2 separate regions of the Muntiacus reevesi genome follow, and region 1 is linked to region 2. A link is a contact called in public Hi-C data. All regions are on one chromosome and are shown on one strand. The core of a region is the stretch at or near the end of the contact, and the rest is flanking DNA. Distances in the headings are between cores, read along the strand shown. Region 1 holds the start of DUSP16 (dual specificity phosphatase 16). Region 2 holds the start of CDKN1B (cyclin dependent kinase inhibitor 1B).

Region 1 (2,898 bases), core at 365-2,864, 130 kb after region 2:
CCCGCCCCCCCCAAACATGCTTCTCAGTTATTTTGGCAATCCAAAAACAAAAAACAAAAAACACCCACAGAAAACAAGACGACAAAAAACCTCAGGCACTGTCCAAACTGACATTTCCCAACAAAGATGTCTTCGGGGAACCAACGTCCCAAATCTAATACATTGCAAATGGAATATTTTATTCCTACACACAAATTCTGGCTCATGGAGCAGTTCACTCGGAGTGTGCTTTTCCGTCATTAATCACATCTCTGTTATGTGATATCCACGTGAGTACTTCTCAGTAGAAGCAGCTTCATGCTCAAATGCTCAAAGAACACTAGAATAAAGCTCCGATTGTCCTACCCAGTGATTCCAAGTCCTGGTGTGTCACCAGCTCAGGTCTCTATTTCCCAAAGTGTGCAATGCCGTTTCAAAACAAAGCTATTAAAATCCAAACTTTAAAATGCACGAAGTGTGTGAAGTAAACTCAACGGGGGTCTTGCACCTCCCAAAAGGTGGTGAACCTCTGGTCTAATTTACAGACGATTCTGTGCTGCCCAAGCACCGGGCACACAGTGCTTGAAAAGGACACACTTTTCAAGAGCATGTTAGGCTACTCGTGCTCGTTACATTTACAAATGTAAATAGAAATAAGTAAATAGAAGCACAATAAAACCATAAATGTTAGGAGCATTCAGGTGGGGGCTTTCTATGACAAACAGGGAGAGCTGACTGCCTGAGCCACCTGAGCGTGATTTTTCTTAAATTACCTGTAACTTCTCTCTCCTAAGAGCCCGCAGTGCCCTGCATTTTGGATTCGTCACTTTTAAAAGAGCGATTGTAATTCTCTCAAATCATTGTTTGCGTTTCTTCACCCTGGGGAGGCAGCTGGAAACAGCCCAAAGAGGAGGAAAAGGCTCTGCGCCTCGCTGGGGCGGGGAGAGGGGGGAAACCCTGAAATACCTGTTGGGGCGCAGCCCTACGCGGCCGAGAGCCGGCCCGAGGGTCGGGGATCGGGGGCCCCGGGGGCAGCCGGCGCGCGGGCGCGGAAGGAGGAGGCCGCGGGGCCGCCTCCCCCGGCCACCCGGCTCCTCCCAGCGGCGCCCGCGGAACCTGCCCCGGAGTCGCCGGGCCCCGGAACGGAACGTGACCCGACCCCTCCCCGGGCGGCCGCGACCAGGCGCCGAGCCGCGCTCCGGGTTCGGGCGGGCGCACGGCCCCGCCCGTCGCCCACCGCCCTGCCCTGCCTGTCTCCTCCTTTCCCCGGGGCTCCGCTGAGTTCATTCACTGGGATTGGTTTCAAGTGACGCCATCTCTTTATTTTTAAACCAATGACCTCATCCGCGCTTGAAGTTTCCTGACCAGCGACTCTTTCTCTTTCCCCCCAACCCCCCACCCCACCCCACCCCCCGCCTTTCCCCCTCTTTCTGGGTACCTCTGTTTGGGGCGGGGGGGCTCTGATCAGTTTTCCAAACGACTATCATCACCTCTCCCGACCCCCTCCGCGTCCCCCCCGCCACCTCCACAGGTTCCTCGCCCCTTTCAACAGTGTTTTTTCAAGGCTGATCGGGGGTTGGTGGGGGGGAGAGAAAGAGTGAAGAAAAGTTGCAAACGTCTCCTCGCTTCCTAAGCCTCCCGCCCCCACCCGCCCCTCCGAGCAGGAGAAGATAATATAGTGAAAAGAAGAGGAGGCGGAGGAGAGCGCGACGGGACGGACGCGGGCGGGAGCGCAGCAAGCCCTCCCGGCTCCGCCGCGGCGCCTCGCGGGTCCGGGAGGCGAGGGGGCCCCGCGGGGAGACGCCGTGACAACTTTCGTTTCCCCCCCGCCCCCCCGAGGGAGCCGCGAGGTCGGCGGCCCCGAAAGTAAGTGGGCGCGCGGACGGCGGGGCGGGTGGGCGCGGGGCCGGGCTCCCGCCGCGCCGGCAGCATGGACGCCGGTCCGCGCGCCCCGCCGGCGCTGCCCTCCCGGCGGCCGGGCCCGGGGTCGAGGGCGGGGTGGGGGCGATCGCGGCCCCGAGCGGCGAGCGCGTGGGAAGCAGAGGCGCGAGGGGGGTGTGTGTGGCGGGGGCCCGGCCCGCGCGGGGTCGGGGCGGCGGCGGCGGCGGGCGCGCGGGCTCGGGCCGAGCGGGCCGGGCGGCCGGGTGCCGCCGCCAGGAGCCGCCGCCGGACGCGGTCCCTTCGCGGGCCAAGCTGCTCACTTCCAGGCGCGACTGTTACACAACACGCCTGCCAAGAGGGGCCCCGGCCTGACTGTCCCCATTATCCCCAGCTCGCCTTCCGTGTGAGCGGCGGGGCCACCTGAGTGGCGACCGGGCTAAGCTTTTCAGCCCACTCGCTTTTCCTCCGGGGACCCCCCTCTCCCCCCGAGGCCGGGTGTTGGGGGGCCGGTGCGCCAGGGACGACTTCTTTATCTGCACCAACCGTAAAACGTGAGAAAGGAAGAAGCCCCGGGAGACGAGTGAAGGTCTGTGTATATCATGTGCAGTTTCATGGAATGAAACACAGGGGAGGAAAATATTTGTGCAAAACGGAAGTTTTCAGGTGCAGCTGCGTTTATTTCCTTGAAATTACAACAGCAACTACACTGTTACTGTGTTTTCTCACTTGAGAAAAATACAAATAGATATTTAAATGAATGGATCCTGCAAAATCCTAAGGAAATGTATCAAACCTCAACTTCAGCCGTCCTAAATAAAGTCCTAGGAGTCTCAACTCGTTTGGAGAAAGCACACCTCCAATCAGCCCGTGATGAATAAAGTGGAGAGAGGAAAAACCTGTTACATAATCTCATTTGCCGTGGGCTTTGCAGTACCGGCCCCTGAAATCAAGGGGAAGTGAGTTAAGATGCAGGGTTTTTAAACCTCTCTGAAGGTTTTATTTACCCACTCTCCTGGCTGCCACTTGTGCTTTAAAAGA
Region 2 (2,700 bases), core at 105-2,604:
CCCCTGATTCCCAGTCTTCCCCATTCCTACTTTTTTGTCCTCCCAAAACATAAAACAAAAGCCCACAAGTTTTCATCTGCCAGCCACCACTGAGATCGGGTTATCTTGGGGCTTGAAAGCACATGAGTTCCTGCAACCCGACTGGGGTGTCACTTATCTGCTCCAAGTCATCAACCCACCGAGTAGTTTACGTCTGACGCCTTCTGAGGCCGGGCTTCTTGGGCGTCTGCTCCACTGAACCGGCGTTGGGGGAACCGTCTGAAACATTTTCTTCTGTTCTGTTGGCTCTTTTGTTTTGAGGAGAGGAATCTAAGGGCAAGAGGGAATTTTAAAAAGAACACACACAAACAATCATTATTAGAAAAAAACAATGGCCGACAGAAGTGAGCCCCAAGAGTCAAGGGACAAAAAACCCACCACCTCCACCCACAATCCTGGGTCCGTCATTCCCCGTGGCCTTTAAGAGCACAAAATGAGGTTGTTTTCACATAACAGAAAGTGTATTTTCTACGCTCCAAAGCTCTCTCTCCAAAGCGAAGAAGGAGGCAGTTGATAAACATCCCAACGGTGTCACATACCTACCGCTGTCTAGCTGGGAGGAGCCGCGATGTTTTCAGTTAGAGAAATGATCAGATAACACAATCTCAAGCTTCTGACTTAAAAGTCATAAACAGACAACCACGCAACTAAATAAATAGCATGTACAACATCACAGTAGGAAAGTGCGCTCCCCCCCTCCCCCCGCCTCCGCCCCAAAAGCTAAGTCAGAACGCGCTGAAAAGAAAGCTGCGGTTAAAGACCCTCAAGCCAGGGAAGGAGCGCGGCAGATAGACAGAGACAGACATTTTACACATCGGAAAGGGTCACTACCGTCTGCGGCAGGTCGCTTCCTTATCCCAGGGCACTGCTCCGCTAACCCGGTCTGGCTGTCCGGAGCATCAGTCTTCTGATCGACCAAATGCGTGTCCTCTGGGTTTGCCTGAGACCCAAGTAAAGGCACCGCCGGGCGGGCCCCGCTGGCATCCTGGCCTTCCTGCGCCGGCACCTTGCAGGCGCCTTTGGGTGGCCGCGGGGGTCTGTAGTAGAACTCGGGCAGGCTGCCCTTTTCCACCTCCTGCCACTCGTACTTGCCCTCCAGGGGCTTGTGATTCTGAAAATCAAAATTCCACTTGCGCTGGCTGGCCTCTTCCATGTCTCTGCAGTGCTTCTCCAAGTCCCGGGTTAACTCTTCGTGATTGACCGGGCCAAAAAGGTTTCTGCAAGCCGAGGGCTTGGGGTACTCCGCCTGTCTGGCGTCCATCCGCTCCAGGCTCGGGCTCCCGTTAGACACTCGCACGTTTGACATCTTCCTCCCGGGGGGTGGGGTGGGGGTGGGGGGTCTCGGCGACTGAGGCTCTCGCGCGCGCGCTCTCTCTCTCGCTAAACAAAACCGAACAAAACAAAACGCCCCGACCCAGCCCGAGCCCCTCTTTATAAGCCCTGCGCCGGCCCCTGGAGCCAAGAGAAACAAACGCGAGCCGAGTCAGCGCCCGAGCTTCTAGGCGCGCGCGGGGCTGGGGGAGGGGGCGAGGGGCAGCCCCCCGGGGCCAGACAGCCCCGATCCCGGCCGAGCAAGCGGGAGGGCGGGGAGCGGAGGGGAGGGGAGCCGAGCGCCGCCGGGACAGGAGGGGGCAGAGCCGCTCCGAGTCCGGGCCGCCGAGAGCCCGCGGGTCCCGCCGCCCAAGCGCCTTCTCCAAACCTTGCGGGTGTCGCGGAGTCGCGGAGCGGCGAGAGAGTGAGCCCAGTGGAAAGCAGGGAGGAAGAAAAAAAAACACCCCCGAAAAGACGAGCCCCCTTTTTGGAGTTGCCCAATATGGCGGTGGAAGGGAGGCTGACGAGGGAGAAGATGATTGACACCGCGAGTCTATTTAAACAGAGGAGGAGATCATTGGTCGCGGCGCCGGGAGCCGCCCCGCCGAGGCTGGCGAACGCGGCCTTAAGGTGGCCCGGCCGCGCCTCTCCGCCTCCCGGGCGCGCCGCCGCGGCCGCCGCCGCTGAGCGCGCGGCCGGGACCCGGGGCTGGTCGCGTGACTGCGGGAGGCGCACGGCTTGCCAGCAGACCTGCTCCGGCTGGCCTCGGAGAAATTACAAATAAGACAAACAAGCTCGCCAAACGGCCGGGGAGGGGCCTGGGCAGCGGCGCCGGCCGGCGGGTGTTCTGATCCCGGGCGCTGCGCGGGCCCGCGCGCCACTGCTCTGGAGTCCCGACCTCCCCGGCTCCTCGCCCTGGAAAGCGGGGGAGAGCGCCAAGGTGCTCGGCCGCCGGTGGTGGTGCCCCTGACTGGCGATCTTGTTTACCCCTCACTCGCCGAGCAGGGGATGGGGGACGCAGGGTGGGAGCTCGGCCCCCTAGCTGGGCTTTCCCCCGGGGGGCCCCAGTCGCTCACACGGCGGGGGAGGCGGGGAGCCCCTCGGCCTGGGTGCCTTAAGCTGGGGGTGAGCAGTGGTTAGTTCACCCTTAACCTAGAAGTCTTTGCGATTTCTAGGGGAGGCTAGGAGCTTAGGGGAGAAGCCTAGGAGGACGTCTTTCTATAAATTACCCTGGAATAGATGCAGTCTTTATCATGTATTCTGAACCCAAGGTCTCCTTCAATAAAAAAATGAGAAAGGATTGCAAGATCAAAAAGTCAACTGGTCTCCCAAGTCCCTAATAAACTTTGT

Evidence for each region. A called contact is a pair of places that touch in the nucleus more often than the background predicts.
Region 1: a Hi-C map of muscle shows a contact between it and region 2, with 5 times the contacts expected there. The contact joins the promoter of DUSP16 here to the promoter of CDKN1B in region 2. A contact is called at or near these places in 2 of 3 Hi-C or Micro-C datasets (blood and muscle).

Annotation. Positions count from the first base shown.
Region 1 is chr1:41,747,854-41,750,751 of mMunRee1.1, forward strand. DUSP16 (dual specificity phosphatase 16) reads left to right here and starts at 1,615. Exons shown (of 8, transcript XM_065941098.1): 1 at 1,615-1,845. It overlaps LOC136159717 (a long non-coding RNA gene), which reads right to left and starts at 1,258. Exons shown (of 2, transcript XR_010661504.1): 1 at 753-1,258.
Region 2 is chr1:41,616,506-41,619,205 of mMunRee1.1, forward strand. It overlaps CDKN1B (cyclin dependent kinase inhibitor 1B), which reads right to left and starts at 1,355. Exons shown (of 3, transcript XM_065941087.1): 1 at 871-1,355; 2 at 180-309. The coding sequence starts at 1,345. The coding sequence ends at 188.